Linked DNA regions of Mus musculus: region 2 is linked to region 1. A link is a contact called in public Hi-C data. All regions are on one chromosome and are shown on one strand. Each heading gives the region's core, a stretch centred on a gene start, on an enhancer-like site or on the middle of the called end of the contact. The rest is flanking DNA. Distances are from core to core; before and after follow the strand shown. Region 1 overlaps Dlc1 (deleted in liver cancer 1). Region 2 overlaps Dlc1 (deleted in liver cancer 1).

Region 1 (6,073 bases), core at 401-2,900:
TTACTTCTAGTACAGCCACAAGGACTATATAAGACTCTTAGCATCTCCTCTCTGAGGTCTGGCCATAGTTCTGTTTAGTTTTTGTGGCTAGATCACTGTCTCCTGTGATCCAACTGTGGTCCACAACAAATGCTCAACATCTGCGATCCTGCCAGATCCCAGACTCCAACTGGGATCAATAGATTTCCTTCCTTTGGCTCATTTACCACCTATGGCTCAGACCAAAAATGGCCCTGTGTTCCTTCCACTGCAAGGGGCACTCACCATTCACTGGGCTTTCCTTGTCTATCATTTCCCTCTTAAATTCCTCCCGTCAGCCTTGAACTGTGGACTGGTACCCTACAAACTCCGTTCTGTTAGGGCAAGATTTGTTTTGATTTGATATTTTCACTCTATCTTCAAAGCCATTCTTTCCCAGATCCTCTGAACTACTCTTTTTCTTTCCTATACTGAGAAATGAACCCTACCTTGAACTTCCCATCACTGAACTACATTTCCAGCACACACACACCTACACACACACACACACACACACACACACACACAACCAAATAAACAAACAGATGCAGCTATGTACTACCAGGTTTTATTCAGTGACACTAAAAATTGAATTTCCTCTGTCACAAACTGTTCTGTTTACACTAGAGACTGAACATAAGCCCACCTGCCTGGTAGTCAAGTACTCTACCCCTCGGCTAGACCCTATTGCTGATTCTTGGATCCTATTATATCCTTGAGGGGGGTTCATTCCCTCTACCTATGTTTTCAAATTCTATGATTTAATCCACTCTACAATTCACTTCCATATTAAACCTTTCATCTTCAGGTTTGGACACAATTTTAATTTTACACAGATCTATCCTGAAGCGTGATATGAGCACCCGGAATGCTATCATCAATGGACACTTGGGAGGGGTATTAAAACCTCAAGGTTATGGTGCTGTCTTTTTGGCCTTCCTAAAACTGTATATAACCAGAAGTAGAAATAAATGCAGACATCCCAAAGATGTATGGTGATTTATAATTGCAGAAAAGGGAGAAAATATGAAAGAAGTTTCTTTAAAAATAGTGTCCAAACACATACTTATCAGGTGACCTGTCAAAATATTTCAACGCCGTTTGTGCAATGACTTACACATGACCCTGTTACACATACCAAATGTGGATACAATAAAACAAACGTATGACGGCTGGTTTAAAATAGATCATAGTATTGCTCCAGGAATAATAACTCCGATTGTTCATCAGTTTGCCTAGACTGACAGAAGGGCAATACTAGGGATCAAACCCAAGGCCTTACACATGCTAAGCAAGCCTTGCACCGCAGCCCAGAATGTACCCCAGGCTGGTCTTCAACTTGTAAAGTCTCCTGTTTCGCCTTCCCAAAAGCTGGCCTTGGAGGTGTGCATTAGCACACCCAGCTTGCCTGTCTGTTGTTGGGTCTGATTTCTGTCAGCTCTAAGGAGAGCTCGTGAAGTCCCTTTCATCCTGGTCAGGCGATCTCATGCACAGAGATGAGGAAGGTATCTCACGGCAGGTTCAGTTTGGGTGCAGATCTGGAAGTGGCAGGGAGCTCTCCAGATGCTAAGTATCTTACTGACTCTCTAATGGCCAAGTCAGCAGCAGGCGAGAGAATTAGGTCAGGCTGGCTCAGATGGGTAAAGATGACAGAGTCTTAGCAGCAGCAGCACTGGCAGCAGCCTCATGGATACTGTGTACGTTCAAACTCTAGAGCAAAGGACATTTCTCTAAAACTTGTTGAAATAATAGAATATTGACTATAATATTCTCTTACAGAATACTTACTAGTATTTGTCATTAAAATATTGTTTTGAGATATATTTAGCCCTATGGTGACTTGAGGTGACAGAGTAGGTGGGTTCCATTAGAGGGACCTCCCTGCTTTGCAGAGGTGAAAGGCAGGGGGGATACGAGGAGGGGCTTGTGAGGAGGGGGCTGGCAGAAGGTAATTGCTGTGATTGGGATGTAAAGTGAATGAATGAATAGACAGACAGACAGACAGACAGACAGATCATAAATGAAACAAGTATTGTCTTGAAGTCAGAAAATCTTGACTGCGTGTATTTAAAACCATGAAGCATACAACTTAAAACTATTTCAGTTTTTCATTACTGCTCCCCTCAGTGCCTGTGATTTTTTTTCATTATTTTCCTAGTTTGTTTCTGCATTTCACAGAGGAAACAAACTTACAGTGAACTATGGGTAATTCCATCCACTGTATGCTTGGAAGAAGTATTGCAAAGACTAGCCCTATCGGCTACCCCGTGCATTTTTTTACATTAAATTAAAGTTATAAAACCCAGGCACATAAAAGAGTGTTCTGTTACCCTCTCAGGATGGTGAGAGACATTCAGTATTGTTGTAAATAAAACAAATGCAAAAAATCAGATGGCTGCTCTTAGAATAGCTTTAAGAATAATACATAGCTCTTAAATGTCCCGAAACCAGGAAAATGATATTTGTAAGATGTATGTGCATCTACTTCCTACCAACGAACCTTCTTGACTTCTTGTTAAAATTGTGTTTTGTACAACTAAGCGTCTTACAGTTCACAATAATGTTGCTGCCCTTCATTCCTGTTTTTGTGGAAATTCTAATACATTTAATCCCTTCCCATGGGTTGCCTGTTTATTTTTTTTCCTTTCCAAATGCTGCCATCTTCTGGTCAAATTATATCACTTCATGCATAGCAGAAGGTCACAGTGTCAGGCAAATTTGCTTTCTCCAAACTACTAAGAATTTGTCTTTAGGAGTGACCCAGTTGAGTTTGCCACTCTGATGTGCCAAGCCTGGGCAGACTGAAGCAAGTCCTCAGAACTGTAAGACACAAACTTCACAGAGAACATTCCATGACACGTCATGACACACAGTGCGGGTTACACAAAAAATGCGAACCAAGGGACAGACAGACAAGACCTCCAGGAATATGTGATTTTTGTTTCATGGGCTTCTGATTTCATAGAAAAATATAATGAACTCATGTAATATTCGCTTGTTATTATTTTTACATACTTTGTTTTTAAAGTTGGGCCTCTCAGAAGACTCAGTGCTTCACAAAACTGCTTACCACATAAATGTCCTCCTTTCAATGAAGTGGATAGATATTTTGTGTCTGGCAAATTTCATCTGCCCATATAACTGTTCATATTATACATTTTTGGAAGACTTTTTGTAAACAGTGTACATCTTTCAGTGGCTGGATTTGCTATGTAGACTTGTGATTATTCATTGCTCCCTCCCTCATGTGTGATTCCAAGTCATTCATTTATGGGGCACAATAGACATCTTATAATGCTCCAGGTTTCTGCACAAAGGCACAAAAATATCAAATAGAAACAAAATGCTGTCCCAGACTTGAAACTGTAGGTGCAAATTAGTAGATGTTTTTGGTCAAGTCATGGAACTCTGTGATGTATCCTTCTGTCCTAACTTACCCCAGCAAAAATACTTTAGTTCAAAGACACCAAAAACTAGCAAGTCATGGTGCAGATGTGGGAAACCTCTGTGTAGCTCCTCGGCTACTTTTGCCCCCGATGGTTTCCAGTGGGTTTTTTTCTTCTTTATTCCATAACATGTATATTCTGCTAATACATACACTTCTTGCTAAGTGGCCAGTCATCAAGATTGAACAGGTGAAAAGGCTTTGCACAATGAGAGTTCCCTTCACCAGATTGATCCTTTTACTATTTTAGGATCGACTCTTGACTGGAAAGAGCCTGCTTCATCATGCATGACTTACACAGATGCAAGCAGGATGTTACTTATCCAATGCTTCGAAAGGATGCCGTGTGGCATAATCTTAAAGGAAGATCAAAAATGGAATAAATGGGTGTCCCCATCCTCACATTGATAGTTGTGAATCCATTAAACAGCTCTTGCCTAGCTCCACATATGTGTCTGCATTCTCAATTACTTACCATTGCTAACTCTGATCTCACGTGTTCTACACTAACCATTTCTTTCTCAGTATTCAAAGACTAGCTGATGAAAAGAGTCCTGGGCAGAGATTAGAGCAGTGTTTCTCAACCCATCAAAGGTTGCTGAGCCTTTCATGGGGGTCACCCAAGACCATCTGAAAACACAGATATTTACATTATAATTCATAACCGTAGCAATATTACTATTATAAAGTAGCAACAACGATGATTTTTTTTTGGTTGAGTGTCACCACAACATAAGGAACGGTATTAAAGGTCACAGCACCGGGATGGCTGAGAAGCACTGGATTCGAGGAAGGGGTGTGCCTTCACCCTGTCCCTGATTCCAGACATCAGCCCTGCTTCCACACATTGCTGAGCCAGTACTCCAGGAAGTACAGGCTTAAACAAATACAGGAAGGAAGACGCTTGTCTGTGGCAAATCCTAGGAATTTGGCCCCGTTCACCTGCAGTATCCCACTCTTTCCCTATGATTGAAGAAAACAAGTGAATGATCACCAGCGTGTTGAGGAATGTTCAGCCTAATGCAAAATGGTCTGTAATGCACAGTAAAAGGCAGAGCTCACTCTTTTTCCGTTGGAAGATGACAAGACTGTAGACAAGCCTCCGTCTTTAAGTGCTTTGTCTTGGGGCAGGAATAAAAGCAGTAGTTTAAACGTTTTTCAGACACTGACAAGCAGAATATCATTATTCCCTCCAAGATACTTTGCTGCTGATGTCCGCTAAGTTTTCCTCCTGTTTTCCTCCCTTTGTTATCCAATCCTCTGATGAATTATTTACTCCATAAAATGCTGCAGGCACTTTGCTTTCTTTGAGTTGGACGAGGGGACCCGGCACAGAGTGCATAAATGACTATTTAATGCTCATCGTGTGTGACGATGATTGGGGTGGTGAGGAGGAGAGCACTTCCAGTTTTGATAGAAGATTTGAGAAATTTCGAATGGACTCACTCAGCCTGACCTTTGCCAAGCTCTGTCAGAAGGTTGAGTCCTCTACTCTGATACAAAGCCCACAAAAAGCTACAAAACCACCGACCGTGCATTTCCAGAGTCAAATTGCACAGGGCTAACTTCAACATAAAAACATACAGCTCTCAGGTTTCTATATATACCTGCTCATGCAGAAAGTGACACTTTATATGTCCACATACTTTGTCTTTTCTTCACACTTTCTCTATTTAATTCTATTTTATTATAGTGCTGCACTTAGATTAACTTTTGAAAAATAACAGAAATCTAGAATGCATGCCGCTTTCATAAAACAAAGCACCATGAATTTATAAATCATTCCTAGCATTTTCTAAAAATAGGTATGTTTTATTTACGACTGCAGTGTATAAGGCTATGTGTTCTCTCACTTAGGATTTAACTAAGTCAGTTTTAAAGGTTTTTTGTTGTTGTTGTTGTTGTTGTTGTTGTTAACCTTTTTAAAGAGATTTACAAATGTCTGGTGAGTTTGTGGAAGTAACTCTCCGAACAAGATATAGTGAGCTTTCTAGGATAATAAGACATTTTTCTGCCTCAATCTACATAGTCAATGTGTTCCTTGAGAGTAAGACATGAAAATCCTTCTGGTGAATTGACTGCTTTACATAATATTTGTGTGCGTTGCCTAAATCCTGCAACAGCTTTTTCTTTAGGCTGATTCACATTCTTGTGTGTTTTCTGTACTAAGGAGAAACACATAAACAATTGAGAAATTTCCCAACCAGGACAATTGGGTTAAATGAGAAGATGAGATTTCCATGTCCCAGAAAGGCCATCCTTGTCTGCCATGTCCTACAATAAGATGAGGAACAATGTACTGGGTGGAATTCTCAGAAAGACTGGAATATTCTACCTCAGGGAAGACTGAAAGATGAAGAGGTCTTTCATGAGCATGGAAACCCCCACAATACAGGGCTGTGTTCAGTTCCACACTGGTGAATGTGTCCATTATCTGAGGAGATGGGGCCTGTGGAGATTAATATTTCGGTCACCTCTCTCTGCCCTCCACTTAATAGCTGTCATTTGGGTTTGAGCCCCAGCTGTCCTTGTGGTTTTCAGAGGGTGTGCTTTCCTGTTGCTTGGCCTGGGCCCACCCATGGTGGCTGCCTGGGATGGTGCTAGATATAT
Region 2 (5,557 bases), core at 264-2,763, 92 kb before region 1:
GGTAGTCCTTGGGAGACTGAGGCAGGATGGTCATAGGTTACACTTTTGAAGCCAACCTCAGGAGACTACACATCAAGATCTTGTATCAAAGCCCTAAATAATTACCGGAATGAACAACAGAATAGGAAGAGTTAAGTCACATGTAGCAAATCATTGACCAAATCGTCTACGCTTTATACTACAGTCTCCTTCCTGCAACAAGGCATGAGGGAATCAGGGAAAGAAAGAAATAATGTAAGACCTGGTTCTAAGTACATCTCAAGTTGAAAAGTTAATGATCGATCAGAATCCATTAATCACATGACTACTGTAAGAAATAGTATTTAGAATATGATTGCTTGCCTCTGGGGAGGAGTGAATAGGATAGAAATGCAAAGTGATAGAAAATCCATTAACATTGACTTTAGCATATGTGTGTGTATGTGTGTGTGTGTGTGTGTGTGTGTGTGTGTATGTGTGTGTGTGTGTAATTTTAGCAATATATTACCACAAAAATTCATGGCTATATTTTTAGTTAATTAAGACATATGCTGAAAGTGAAGCACACAGTTAAGCTGGTTGTGAGGTCACTAAGCTAGGAATTCCACATTGTTTCCAGCTAATGTCACTTTGAGGAAGCTAGGGATGGTACAGAAGGATGTAGATACTGGGAACAGCAGCAGCAGCCACACAGCAGAGGCCCTCACATCTCCTAAATCCCTGTGTAAAAGCCAAGCAGGTCTTCTGCTTGCTAGCATACAAGGCTGTCCCTGAATGGTGGAAAGTGTAATAAGAAAGAGGAAGAGGAGGTGGACAGAGGGGAATATGAAGAGAAAGAAGGGTGGGCGTGATGAGAATGGCAGGGAAAGTATAGAAAGAGGAAGGGCAATGTGTTTAGAACATTTCAGACCCCAGTAAGTTTCTCTGTAATACCTATGGAGAATACCACAGACAGTGAAAGCTTTGCTGCCAGACGTCACTGAGGGAAAATGTTATATATAAATGTCTATGCACACATAGATATACCTATACATTCTGAAAGGAAGCAATTAGATCTAAGAGTTTCTACTTCTGAGTAGTCTCCAAAAAAAACTAGTTATAATGTGTTATAGGCCTCTGATCTAATGAGTGGGCCAATCTGCCAGCTTGTGCTCTTTATTAATGCTATCGTTAATAAGTTCACTTTTATTGGGCATCAGCTTTTATTGGAGTGAGAATTAAAACACTTGTATGGTGTTATTTCAGGGAATGAATGGTTGCTTGAGAGCCAACTCCACAATACAGATGATGGTAATAGAGATGTTGACTGTGTTTCCTCCTCATAGATTTCTGTTACTATAAACCAAGACTAATTATTTAATCTTCTAATACCAAAGAAAACCACCAGATCTTTTAGCTGCCTCCCTGGGGGGTTGGGGGGGGGAATGGCAATATTCACAGGAGTTGATAAAGATCTTGCATAACCCATGTAGCAGAACCCTGCCACTGTTATCTGGGCACCAGACACAATGGTGCCAAGAGGATCTGCTTGTCTTCTGGCTTTGTTCCTAGAAAGAACCACACCCTTCGCTGCCCACAACATCTCTGTCCCTTTCTGTGGACAGAGAATTCTCGGGAATTTTCTTAGGAATCATTAGAATTAACTAAACAAATAGAAAGCGTGCATCTTTGCTCTTTCTCTTCCTGTTCCAGTTTTATATCGGCTTAGGAACAAAACAAGTGATTGATGGACCTCTTGGATTTCAGGTTCCATTTCTTAAGCTAGTGAAAACTTCAGAGGGGTTTATTGCATTTTATATGCATTGAAAATTAGCCGAGAGATTTTAGAAATGTTGAATTAGCGTTGCTATTTGCTCTAGAAAATGAATAGCTTAGTCTGAGCTGGATTTTTCTTGCCAAGAAAGTAAGCCATGATAAGGGAATGAGTCCAACCTAAATCAGGGATGTGATTCAAACTCTGTGATTTATACATGTCTCTGAATTTAGGGACAATTGTCTTTCCTTTATGAGATTCTTAGGAACATTAAAAGAGCCATAAATTGTGATTGAATAGGTACAAAGCGTAGAGCTAGAATAATTTTTCATTGAAAAAAATGAGGCAAAAATCTGGCTGTCAAATGAATGAAGATTTTGCAAAATTATTATGGCTTGCAGTCAGCCAAATGCTAATGTAGCCTGAGTTTGCACCATCTATGTATAGCAGCACATCCAGAAAATTCTGGAGGACCACATGGTCCATGGGAAGATTCAGCAGCTTCCTTGCTCCAGTGCCAGATGTGGAAGACAGGAGTTAAGCCAGCAGATGCTGAGGCCAAGCTGCCTGGGTTTCTCTCACTTACAACTTGGTGATGTGGCATATCATTTTAATCTCTCTGCTTCAGCTTTTTCATACGTATAATATAGTGTCGCTCTGTTACTGAGAAGAGCATCTGTGCTCACATATATGAATAGACATGTCATCAAGACAGAGCCTGACAGAGAGTGAACACCATGTGCCTATAATTATCATTAGTATACACAGTGATCGTTTTTATTGCTTTACTAAATTGACCTAGTTACAGATTTGACAGTAAGCTGAAATGTCTGGGAATAACTGAAGGGGGGAAATCATTTGAGAGAACAAATGTAGACCATCCACATGATCGACATTAGCTATATAGCTTTATCATTATTCCCTTCACCTATTGGCATTGGTCAATTGAGCTTTTACTAAGTACCTCCTCTTTCCCATGACTTTTATATTTTTGCCAGACTTATAGATGCTCTTAACATAAAGGAGTTTATGCCTTGTTTATGGCAATATAATGAGTAAATAAGTAACTTCAGCCATATATTATACTGCAATAGTCAATAGAACCAATATTGGAACCACATGCAATATTATGCACTGAAACATCAGTGTACTAATTCCATGGTTCAGCATAATGCAAGATATAAATCATAAACATGTCTGTTGAACAGTATTAGGTAAGGGTCCCATTCCAAATGGGGGATTTCTTTTCATTGTGCCTTACTTGAGCTTTGAAGTATGCACCCTGGATTTTGTACTTGTAGGACTGGGGGATAAGGCTGTCTCTGGGCTATTTTAACTGTTCTCATGGAAATCAATATTATAAAAACCACAGACATAAAGTCTCAGGAAACAATCAAATGTTTCACTGAAACCGTGAAGTCATTGAATGAACAAACACTTTTAAATAATAAGGGTTTTGCTTTTCAGCTATTTTACAGTATTATGAAAAAATAGAGGCTGGTGAGACTAGATACCCAAGACTTGACCTGAAGCAAATCAGCTTCTTCTTTTCCAAGTTAGATCTGTTTTGAACTAAGTATTTTTGAAATTCACTTAAAATAAATAACAAGCAAATCTAGGTATCTGTATAGCAATGAACACTAAAGTGGTGCTGGCATTACATTCCCATTAGTTTGCACACTAGCGATTCAATAGTAATTGATTATAAGCAGAACAGTAAATGCAGATCATGAAAACTGGCTTGATGATTGGATGTGGTCAGTAGATATACTAACCACAAAACTGGATGCCGAGGTAGCCGTTCCTGCCAGATTTCACACTCTCCTGGACCCCTAAGAGTCACATTGGAAATATGATTGCTTACTCTAACCAAGGGAGTGGTTTAAACCTGTAATTTAAAAGTCTATCAAAGTGCAACAGCTAAAAGCCAAGAGAAAAACGCATAATGGGACATTTTCTTTAAAATCACTGGGAGGAGGCCACCCAAGGGTATGTTAATAAGAGTGGAACAGACGAGAAATGTAAAATTACAATTCCCTTCTTAGTGTAAATAAGACATTTTAAATTAAGAACAGAGCATGGGTTCCTATCGGCTCTGTGTATGCTGTGTACTTGTGATGGATAACTCTTTGTGCAGCAGATAGGATTTGAAATCCCATGGGCTCGATGCCGGTTGTGAACACTGGCAGATGACTTCTATGTTCAGAAAGTAGAATGCAATGACTTAACTTATATCTTCTCTCATTAGAGACCTATAGCAAGTGGGACGTTTGTGATTTATGATAAGTTTATAGTCCATATGTGTAACAAGCAGTTATGATCTGAGACTTCACATTTGGCTCCTTGCAAAAACAAAATTCTTTTTCAAAACTTGTGGTAGAAGAGTTGACAAAATATGAATGAAGTTGTGACTTCCATAAGGATGTTAGTAAGAGGGCTGAATGTGGTCTGCTTTCCTGTTTTCCACAGAAGTACAAAAACAAAAAGCAAAAACAAAAACCAGGAAGCATGCTCACCTTTGAGGGCCTAGGGACACTTTCCCTAACACAGGAAGTGGAAGATTGAATCAGTATGGCTGACCAACACCTACATTTAGACAAACAAGACCTAGCTCTTGTGTACACAGCAGTTATTCTCACAACACGTGCTTGCCATTATGTCAGTGGGCTTTTAATTTTCTCCCCTTGCCTTAAAGATACTCCTTGTGCTTTGACTCCATTTTGTTGTAAATGATGTACTATTTAATGTATTTTCCATGTACAATTTACCCATTAAGCAGTAGCCTCTTTGACTAGGCCAGTGTCAGCATCCTCCTCCTGACATATATGAAGTGAAAGAGAATTTTCTTTTCATTTTCCTAGAAATGTCACAAATGGAAGGAACTTTAAGTATCCCTCCACTACACTTTAATCGGAATAATGAGCCTGTGTTGACAAGGTCAAGGAGCTGTAATTTAGAGCGTTAATGGTGTGCCCTGCTACCAATGCAAAGCTGCTGGCCCCACACAGAAGATGCTGAGTTGCAAATTATTATAGAAAAGCTATAATTTAAAAGGCATCAGAAAGAATTGGCCCACATAAAAATGTAACACAAACCTAATATTAAGGTTTTTTTTCTTTGAATGATGAAAGAAAATGTTTTATCCCCCTATTTTATACAACTGTTCATTTTGTGTGTAGGAGGGGGGAAAAAGATAGCCTTGAAGATTTCGCTGTATTTCAGGTATATGTTAGCAAAACATTTTTTTAATTGAAAATATCATCTAATATAGTATTTGTTTCCCTGAGCTTCTTCTGGTTTGTAGTTTAATAATAAAAAGTCACTCTCTTCTAATGTATGACTTTTTCCTTAAATTCAATTTACCTGCATTTCCCCTCTACAATGAACATAAACTTTTATCTAAATATTTTTTCTCTCTACTTAGAACTTACAAAGTACTTTCTCTCAGATGTCCACAGTGTTTGGATTGAGGCATGATAAATTTTAAACAAGCTGAATAGTATTTCTAACAAGGTCCACCCTGGGAACAATCATAAAGAGGTCAAGTGACAAAGAGTCTTAGCTAGCAATGCATTTTAATATATTCTCATGCTGATTTCTCTTTCAAATACACACACACACACACACACATATAATCACACAAAACACAAATTTTAATTCCTAAAATGGCTACTATCCTGGAAATAAAATGCATGCTTAGAAGCGTTTGAGTCTGTACTGTGCAACATGGAATAGGGAAAAAAAATGAAAACAAAATGTTTTCTATATTGAGTACTTTACAGTTATTGTAACGATAAATTTCCAACCTTGACACTCACTGTTTGC

Evidence for each region. Hi-C and Micro-C count contacts between places; a contact is called where the count stands out from the background.
Region 2: a Hi-C map of the N1E-115 cell line shows a contact between it and region 1, with 2.6 times the contacts expected there. The contact joins two enhancer-like sites. A contact is called at or near these places in 8 of 39 promoter capture datasets (cranial neural crest, embryonic stem cells, frontonasal cranial neural crest and 5 more), 4 of 484 Hi-C or Micro-C datasets (the N1E-115 cell line, embryonic fibroblasts and nephron progenitors) and 3 of 115 datasets of contacts at active chromatin or transcription factors (embryonic fibroblasts, embryonic stem cells and fibro-adipogenic progenitors).

The regions. Positions count from the first base shown.
Region 1 is chr8:36,828,683-36,834,755 of GRCm38.p6, reverse strand. The region is part of intron 4 of Dlc1 (deleted in liver cancer 1); the gene reads left to right. Among named protein-coding and RNA genes, the nearest start is that of Dlc1, 120 kb to the left of the region's middle. Within about 2 kb of position 1,650, at least 16 of the 459 cell types and tissues checked have an H3K27ac peak or open chromatin away from gene starts, as enhancers often do. A contact at or near this core is called in the N1E-115 cell line, where this site is marked.
Region 2 is chr8:36,921,322-36,926,878 of GRCm38.p6, reverse strand. All of the region lies in intron 2 of Dlc1 (deleted in liver cancer 1), which reads left to right. Among named protein-coding and RNA genes, the nearest start is that of Dlc1, 28 kb to the left of the region's middle. Within about 2 kb of position 1,513, at least 15 of the 459 cell types and tissues checked have an H3K27ac peak or open chromatin away from gene starts, as enhancers often do. A contact at or near this core is called in the N1E-115 cell line, where this site is marked.